Linked DNA regions of Zea mays: regions 1 and 2 are each linked to region 3. The links are chromatin contacts, called in public Hi-C maps. All regions are on one chromosome and are shown on one strand. Each heading gives the region's core, a stretch centred on a gene start, on an enhancer-like site or on the middle of the called end of the contact. The rest is flanking DNA. Distances are from core to core; before and after follow the strand shown.

Region 1 (2,946 bases), core at 137-2,636, 400 kb before region 3:
TTTCAAGTGTTTGCGTGCGATTAACTAGAAGTTACACTTGCAGGGTACCGGTGGGAAAAGCATATATGGACGCACTTTCAAAGATGAGAACTTCAAATGTACGAAGTAGTAGTGATATGCTGTGTGGTTCCCAGTTCCTTTGCTAAAACTGACGGCCTGCTGATTTCGTGTTTTAGTGGTTCACACTGGACCTGGAGTGGTCAGCATGGCTAATGCTGGACCGAACACCAACGGCAGCCAGTTTTTCATTTGCACTGTCAAGGTAATCTTGTACTACCGTGTTTAACTACCAGGGGAATGGTCCCTTTTGCTGCCTCTGCTGCTTACAATTTATGTTTCAACTATACTCTCATGTACTAGCACCAAAGCTAACCCAGAACTGGTAATGACTGGTGCAGACGCCTTGGTTGGATGGAAGGCATGTCGTGTTTGGCCAGGTCGTGGAAGGGATGGATATTGTAAGGCTGATCGAGTCACAGGAGACTGACAGAGGTGACCGTCCGAAGAAGAAAGTAGTCATCAGCGAGTGCGGGGAGCTTCCAGTGGTCTAAGCGTTACTCATCTGTTGTCCGTTTCACTTCTGACGGATGACGATATCCCCCCCCCCCCCCCCCCCCCCCCCCATCCCATGTGCTAATTATAGAGAATATTTCGAATTCAAGTAAGGTCCCAAATCTGAGGCATACTGTTGCTGCCCTGCTGGAATAAATGTGCTACTTTCCCCTGCCTTGTTAAGGGAAAGGGTTTTGTTCACGATGTTACCTTGTAACCTTGTACTTATGTTTCATACTTGGAATGAAGGTTCATGGAACAAAAATATTCTGCTGCATTGCATGCAAGAGCTGTTGATCATTCAGAGCAATGTATTGGTTGTGAGTTTTTGACGGCGCTCACAGTGATAGATTTGTTATCTATATGCCAGCCCCAGCATATTCATCCTTGTGCTGTGGGCGTCTAGAGGACCGACAATATATATATTTTTAAAACAAATTCGTGAAGAACATCACAAGTTATGCATGCAAACTGCTCAAGTCATGTGGATCCAAGGCATCCTAACAACTAGCACAGCATTACAACAAAATATTGGTGTATATGTGCCTACAATGAAGTGAAAGGTGATGAGTCATGGTGATGTGTAAAGAGGCATTACAAAGTTAGCTTCACAAGCGTATGAATTCATTGACAACCCTTGACATGTAAAGTTGATTCATATGTATAAGAAAGCTTAATGATCTATCTGTAAATCCAAATCCATGTACTATGTTTCCACGTCATGCAACGCAACATTCCAAAACCATGGGTTGCAAGATGCTGCAGAATGCAAGCCATGGATCATCTATAAATGGCTAGCTCCCACATATGAACTAGTCTCTATCATCATCCAATCCAGATCAGCAAAGCGGCAGTGCGTAGAGAGGATCGTCGAACAGAACAGCATGAAGATGGTCATCGTTCTCGTCGTGTGCCTGGCTCTGTCAGCTGCCAGCGCCTCTGCAATGCAGATGCCCTGCCCCTGCGCGGGGCTGCAGGGCTTGTACGGCGCTGGCGCCGGCCTGACGACGATGATGGGCGCCGGCGGGCTGTACCCCTACGCGGAGTACCTGAGGCAGCCGCAGTGCAGCCCGCTGGCGGCGGCGCCCTACTACGCCGGGTGTGGGCAGCCGAGCGCCATGTTCCAGCCGCTCCGGCAACAGTGCTGCCAGCAGCAGATGAGGATGATGGACGTGCAGTCCGTCGCGCAGCAGCTGCAGATGATGATGCAGCTTGAGCGTGCCGCTGCCGCCAGCAGCAGCCTGTACGAGCCAGCTCTGATGCAGCAGCAGCAGCAGCTGCTGGCAGCCCAGGGTCTCAACCCCATGGCCATGATGATGGCGCAGAACATGCCGGCCATGGGTGGACTCTACCAGTACCAGCTGCCCAGCTACCGCACCAACCCCTGTGGCGTCTCCGCTGCCATTCCGCCCTACTACTGATTCATGATATTTGGGAAATCTCCTCTATCCATCTCTCTCTATCTATATATGTAATAATGCAGTAAGACGACACACATTATCATGTGTGGTATGACCAATAATATATGCATGGTCATAATAAAGTTTTGGTTTTAATGAATCTATCGGCCGCTTGATGTCTATGATGGACAAATCAAAACTTCTCCTGTCAGGCATGTAAATATTTCAAAATCTCTATTCAGGCTCAAATTCATAGCATATGGGTAGAGTAGTATGCTTGAGATTAGCAACTTTATACTTGAGTATAGAGTATAAAACATAAAGTCATGTGTATTCTATTGGCTAGATAAGTGTAAATGTGAGTTTAGAGGCAACAACCATGATTTGAATCCTAATTTACACATAATTTTAGCGTTTTTTCCATTTAAAGGCGGGGCTTGACGAAGTTGGAAGCCGTGGAACTGCTGGGGCTTATCTTGACAACAAATCATTCCGGCAGAGACATCATTCTTAATAGATACTGAGGCCAATCCCTTGAACTTATTCACGAGTAGTTTGATAACATTCTGTCACCCGAAAAGATTCTGTTAGATGGATGCAGCAACTAGGATCTGGTGATAACTAGCCCCGCTACCGGCGTGATTGGTTGTGGTGCCAACGGGAGCCATGCTCACGCTGGCCTGGACGATCCGGGAAGCCTCTCACTAGCATCTCCACGCGTGCAGGCGGAGGGTTGAAAAAATGCTTGGCCTGCTTCCGTGCATGCAGGCTGCACCCGGATAGTGCAGGTAACCAATCGTATGCCCATTCACGGTCAATGCATACAACGAGCCTGAGTGTAGCTATCCGAGCAACCAATCACGTGGTACCTGACCTAAGTAATGACCAGCAAATAAAAGTGTTGAGCACCAAAATAGACAAGGTGGACGGTCCGCATCAGTATCGCGTGCAGAGACAGTTAGGGTTCCGAGTTTCTTGTGACGGTTGTTAGCTA
Region 2 (2,710 bases), core at 86-2,585, 360 kb before region 3:
GACATGACCGACAAGAGATTGACAGCTTTAGGAGAAACATAAAAGGACAAGATCATAGTTGCCAAAGCTTACAACAAGAAGGTCAAGACTAAATCGTTCCAGGTAGGGGACCTGGGATGGAAGACTATCTTGCGTCTAAGGAATAAAGACCAGAAGTTTGGAAAGTGGTCGCTAAGCTGGAAAGGACCTTACAAGGTCACGCAGGTGATGTATGGTAACGCTTACTTGTTGCAACCATTACAAGGCAAAGGCTTGCCTAAGGCGTTAAATGGACGGTTCCTCAAGCAGTAACATCCTAGTATGTGGAAAGATGACTAAGAAAACCGATGTGATTGCATCGAGGTAGTTGCTTTTGGTTTGCTCAGCTCCGCCAAAAGGCAAAGGGGGCATATGTTGAGCACCAAAATAGGCAGGGCGAACGGTCCGGCCTCGAGGCCGGATGGTCCGCGGTCCAGACGGTCCGCGCGCGCAGATCCAATTAGGGTTCCTAGTTTCTTGGGACGGTTGTTAGCTAAATTCACGTAATTAACTCGGCAAATTGGTTTGTAACAGGTGCAGACCCCCTCCTCTATAAATATAGAGGAATACGACCGATTAGGATGAACAATCGAACCAACAATCACTACAATTCACATTTTATCTTGTACATTTAGGAGTATCTCTAGTTTAGTTCTAGTTTAGCATCTCAATCCCTAAATTCTCCGCTTCTCTTCGGCTCTACGTCGATTAGAGGTGTCTAGGTCAGTCTGCCGACCAAAGATAAAGCCTAGGACCTCTTCTTCCCGACGGGGTCCCTCTCGGGAGTAAGATACAGACGCTGTCGACGAACTTCACCGCCCAGCGCACGCGCGGACCGTCCGGCCTATAGGTGCGGACTATCTGGCCCGTCAGACAGAAACGTCAGCTTCTGCGCCAGGTCGCGGACCGCATCTAAGTAGAGCGCACCACCGCCGTTTTTCAACAGTGATTGGCGGTCGGATCGGCACCAACAAAAAGTAGCTTTGATGTTAACCCACACAAATCTCTCTCTCTCTGTGTATATATATATATATATATATATATATATATATATATATATATATATATATATATATATATATATATATATATATATATATATATATATATATATATATATATATATATATATATATATATATATATATATATATATATATATACTACAAGGCGCGGTGGGGACGACATGCCATTGTCATGTGGGGAACGACCATGGAAAGCGAGACATCACCAACCAACCAGAACCAGCAGGCGAGGCGGATCAAATATGCAAAGCATGGAGAGAGATATAGCTAGAGCCTAGAGCGAGCACCAGCAAACCAAACAAGCAGACCACCTTCTCCACCCGGCCGGCCTTCGTCTTCCTCCGATCCCCAGGCCCCAGCCACTCCCCGTACAAGCCAAAGAGACCAGTAGGTAGGCAGGCAGTTCATCGTCGATCGAGCAAGATGTCGGACTGGGGCCCCGTGGTGATCGGGCTGGTGCTGTTCGTGCTGCTCTCGCCGGGGCTGCTCGTCCAGCTCCCCGGCCGCCACCACTTGGTGGAGTTCGGCAACCTGAAGACCAGCGCCGTCTCCATCGTCGTCCACTCCATCATCTACTTCGCGCTCATCACCCTCTTCGTCATCGTCATCGGAGTGCACATCACCACCGGCGACTAGCTCGATCGATCACACGTCTCTGTCGATTAATTTCCTGATCGATCGGTCTGCTTGGCTTCTTTCTTTTTCATCTCGTGCATCTGTGTTACTATATATACTACACCATACCATACACGTCTTTCCCACCTCCGACCCCTCTCTGTCCTTCCCATCAGCATATATACTAGAATGTCGTGCGTCAGCGCGTGTATGATGCTGTCGACCATGGCAATCGAACTTAATTAATTTCTCAGCATCCATCTGGAATAGAAAGAAGGAAAAGAATGTTGTCTGTAATGTTTCAGTTCATGCAGGGAAGTCGTGCCCTGGAGTTTAGGCGTCATGGGGTGAACTCGGTCCTGGGATGAGCATTGAGCATTGAGCAGTAGTTAGCCACACACTCAGATATTGTTTGTTTGTTTATATATATTCAGTTTACCACAGCGAATTCAGTCACCGTGTTCAGGCTGTAAGAGTCCCTTATTACGTTTGTGTTTTTTCTTTTCGTTTAGCAATTAATGCATAGACGTGACAGTCTGACAGAGACGTAGACGATCGCTCACTACTCCTACCTTTCTCTTCGAGATGCGTCCTCGAGACGTACGATCCTTCTTCACCACTGACTACAAGGATAGATAGATAGATAGATATGACTGGAGAAGCTGAACGGTGGTGGTGGTGGCTTATGTATCTGCGTACGCATGCATGGCTCCCCCAGCCCCAACCCACTTTCTCAGCCTTTGTTATGTGTTGTCTTCAGTGGGATATCCCTCTCCATCTGCAGTATGAATTTTTCTGGAACCAAGTATAATAAGTGCTAGCGAACGAGGATGTCAGCGACAAATACAGTGGCCACACATAAGGATAGCATAGCTGCTCTGCACCACCTGTTTTTAGGTCCTGATGCTGGCTCCAACAAGAGCCGCTAAAGGCTCCTGTCCGCTAAACGTAGAGGGCTGTCAGGTCCATGCCGGCAGGTCCCCTACGGCTCCAACAACATCCTCTAAAGCGTCCCCTAAAGTTTAGGGTATCTGCCAGATACCCTAAATGTG
Region 3 (2,978 bases), core at 308-2,807:
TGATTTTCGAAACCACGACACTGTCTATTCGCGAAGAACATTTCTTTTACGACTTTTTATACTTGTTGTTTTTTAACTGCATTTATGATCTAGATGTTCTATTTTTTATTTGTCTCGTATATTTAGAAAATCGTTTAGTCTTTAGGTTGTTTGGCTTCGAGATGACTTCTCCAATGATATTAACGTCCTGTTTTGCACAACTTTTCCACCGCGCTTGTACTTTTTTTCTCAAATGTAATAAAATAAATAAAATATAAGACCGGCTATATTTCAGTGTCTGAAATATAATATATTTTTAATATAATGATCGTTATTGCTAGCTCATGAACATGCAAAGCTGAGGTTTATCTTAATATAGAAAAAAAGCAAAGCGACAAGATGGACATACACAATATCTCTTCAAAAGGAGATAAAATTTAAACGGCTAACGATTTAGAAAAAAATGATAAAAATATAGTCGTAGTCCTTAAAAAAGCAGGCACCGAGAAAGAAACGGAAAAGCGGATTTTTAATTATGTAATAAAACCCGGGAAAAGGGTGTGACTGTGAGCAAGTAAAAAGGCACCGGATTTCGAAAAGGGCGGGGGAGGGGGCAGCCCAGTACAGGCTGCAGCACTAGTGGACGGGACGGCGGTGCCTGCCTGTATGTCCTCTTCCTCCCTCTCTCATCTGAGGCCATCTCTCTCTTCCGCGATTACCGAGGCAAAGCCCCAAAAGACAGTGCAGGGCACGGGCTGGCACGCAGCCTCTGCGCCGCTCCACCACTCCCCACCGCCAGTCCGCCACCATCCATCCAGTACAGGACAGTGCAGCAGGCGTGGCTGCGTCTGTGCGTGGAGCGGCATCGTCTTTCTCTCTCTCCCGTGTGCACGCTGCACCCACACAGACACAGCCAAACCCCCGAACCATTTCTTCCCAAAGCCCCAAACCAAAACCCCCCCTTCCTCTCTCCAGTCTCCACCCGTGCCGCCGGTGGAGGCCGCCGGATCGCGGCGCGCAATGCTTCTGCCGCCGCCTCCCGCCTTCCTCCCCCTCCTCTTCTCTTTGCTGCTACTGCTCCCGGCTGCTACCATTTCCACCACCCAAACAAATGCCACCCTGCCGTCGCCGCCTCTGTTTCCGCCTCCGCCGCCGGCGGCACCGCATCCTCCCCATCGCCACCACCACACCGCGTCTCCTCGCACCACACTGACGCCGCGGCCGCCACCCAGCCTGACCCCTCCTCCGCGCCACCCTACACCCACTCCCGTCGCCGTGCCGCCGGCACAGGCGTCGCCTCCGACGCCACCGCCCACCCCCACGCCAGCGCCGCCGGTCGCCACTCCGCCGACGCCCAAGTACCCGTCCTCCTCCGCCACCCCCTCCACCGGGGATCCATACCCCTTCACCAACAACCCCTTCTTCCCAACAGCCAACTCGCCGCCGCCGCCAATCCCGGCCACCGAGACCCAGCCCTCCTCCTCCGGCGACGGCAGCCTCCCGACGTTCCCGGCCAACATCTCCACCCTCGTCGCCCCGACCCCGCGCGCCTCCGGCTCCCGCCGCTTCCCCGTGCTCCAGACGCTGCTGCTCTCCTTGCTCTCCCTCTGCCTCATCCTCCTCTCAGCGCTCCTCTCCATCCACCTCGTCCGCCGCCTCCGCCACCGTGGTGGCGCCGCGGCATCCTCCCCCTCCGCTGCCCAGCGCCGCTCCGCAAGTAACCACCACCAAGACGACGACAACGACGACGGGGACGAGGAGGGCCGCAGCCTCAAGCCGCCACCAATGCCCACCTCCTCCACTAACCCCAGCACTGAGTTCCTCTACCTCGGAACCCTCGCCACCCCGCCGCCGCCGGGGCCGCAGCACCCCGGGACAAGTTCCAGTCTACGCCCTGGCTCGCCGGAGCTCCGCCCTCTGCCTCCGCTTCCGCGCGTCGGCCCGCCGTCCGGCGAGTTCTTATCCCGCAGCTCCGCTTCCGACCCCAGCACCGTGCCTCCCGCCGCCGCTGCCGATGCCTCGTCGTCCTCGCTCTCTCCCTCCTCGCCGTCGGCATCCTCGCCCACGCTCGGCTCTAGCCCCGTCCATTTCCGCCCGCCGACCATCCCCCAGCCGCGTGGCCGAGCCCCCAATCCCTCGCCGCCTAAACGGAGGCCGTCGCCGCCCAAGGGTGCTGCGGAGCCAGTGGCGGCGCACGGGTGGAACCCCTTCGTGCCGCTGCCGCCGCGACCAGCTGTGGCTTCATCAGATGATGGTGACTCTGATCAGATGATGGACCTGCGCAAGTCGCGGCCTTTGCACTCGGACAAGCTCAAGCCCGGCTCTTTGCAGTAAGACCAACTCTTCGCGTTCCCTCTTCTTCATCCGGACCGATTCGATTTCTGAGGTTGCCTCTGCCCTATGTGCTATAGCATGAAGGACGAGGTGATCCAGCTATACCTCAACAATTCGGCAGCAGTTGCGGCACCAAGGGAGGTGTGTTTGCTTGGTGCCCTCAGGTGTCATGGCATCGGGATGATTGTAGGAGCATTGGGAGTTTCCAAGGAGCAACTGAAGGATGCACTCTTGGAAGGTACATATGGTTTGATCTTTGCTCGTATAAGGCAACCCAGTTTGAGTTTTCTCTGAATATGCTGACAAAGTTGCAATCTCTCTTGGACGAAAGTATTCTAGTGTTTATTACTTGTGGGAGGACCTTCAAATTGCTTGTGCCATTGCCGATTGGCCATGTTTGTAGCATCATCACATGGCGCCATGTTGATTATGAGTTACGTGAATGATTGTCTCTGATGAACGTTGGGGCCTTACCAATGGGCCACACGGCATGGCCCTCCTACTGTCATACGTTTTGAAAAAAAAAACAGAGTTACACAGCCCACTTTCATTTTAGGTGCATTGTTTATTTCCTAGAAAGAGATCACATTTAGGGTACCATTGGAGCGTTTTGTTGTCCATGTGTTCAACTTCTTCATGCGGTGACAAACCTGTCCTTTCAAGGT

The links. Hi-C and Micro-C count contacts between places; a contact is called where the count stands out from the background.
Region 1: a Hi-C map of leaf shows a contact between it and region 3, with 5 times the contacts expected there. The contact joins the promoter of bz15 here to the promoter of LOC100382909 in region 3. A contact is called at or near these places in 10 of 25 Hi-C or Micro-C datasets (bundle sheath, ear, endosperm and 2 more) and 1 of 3 datasets of contacts at active chromatin or transcription factors (leaf).
Region 2: a Hi-C map of tassel shows a contact between it and region 3, with 2.9 times the contacts expected there. The contact joins the promoter of LOC100275315 here to the promoter of LOC100382909 in region 3. A contact is called at or near these places in 5 of 25 Hi-C or Micro-C datasets (bundle sheath, ear, leaf and 1 more).

The regions. Positions count from the first base shown.
Region 1 is chr6:52,386,576-52,389,521 of Zm-B73-REFERENCE-NAM-5.0, reverse strand. It overlaps bz15 (beta zein), which reads left to right and starts at 1,386. Exons shown (of 1, transcript NM_001112534.1): 1 at 1,386-2,108. The coding sequence starts at 1,437. The coding sequence ends at 1,973. LOC103629299 (photosynthetic NDH subunit of lumenal location 5, chloroplastic) reads left to right here. Exons shown (of 7, transcript NM_001358049.2): 5 at 44-98; 6 at 177-262; 7 at 399-829. The coding sequence ends at 551.
Region 2 is chr6:52,343,414-52,346,123 of Zm-B73-REFERENCE-NAM-5.0, reverse strand. LOC100275315 reads left to right here and starts at 1,335. Exons shown (of 1, transcript NM_001328138.3): 1 at 1,335-1,909. The coding sequence starts at 1,467. The coding sequence ends at 1,679.
Region 3 is chr6:51,982,379-51,985,356 of Zm-B73-REFERENCE-NAM-5.0, reverse strand. It overlaps LOC100382909, which reads left to right and starts at 1,557. Exons shown (of 4, transcript NM_001175597.1): 1 at 1,557-2,309; 2 at 2,391-2,551. The coding sequence starts at 1,765.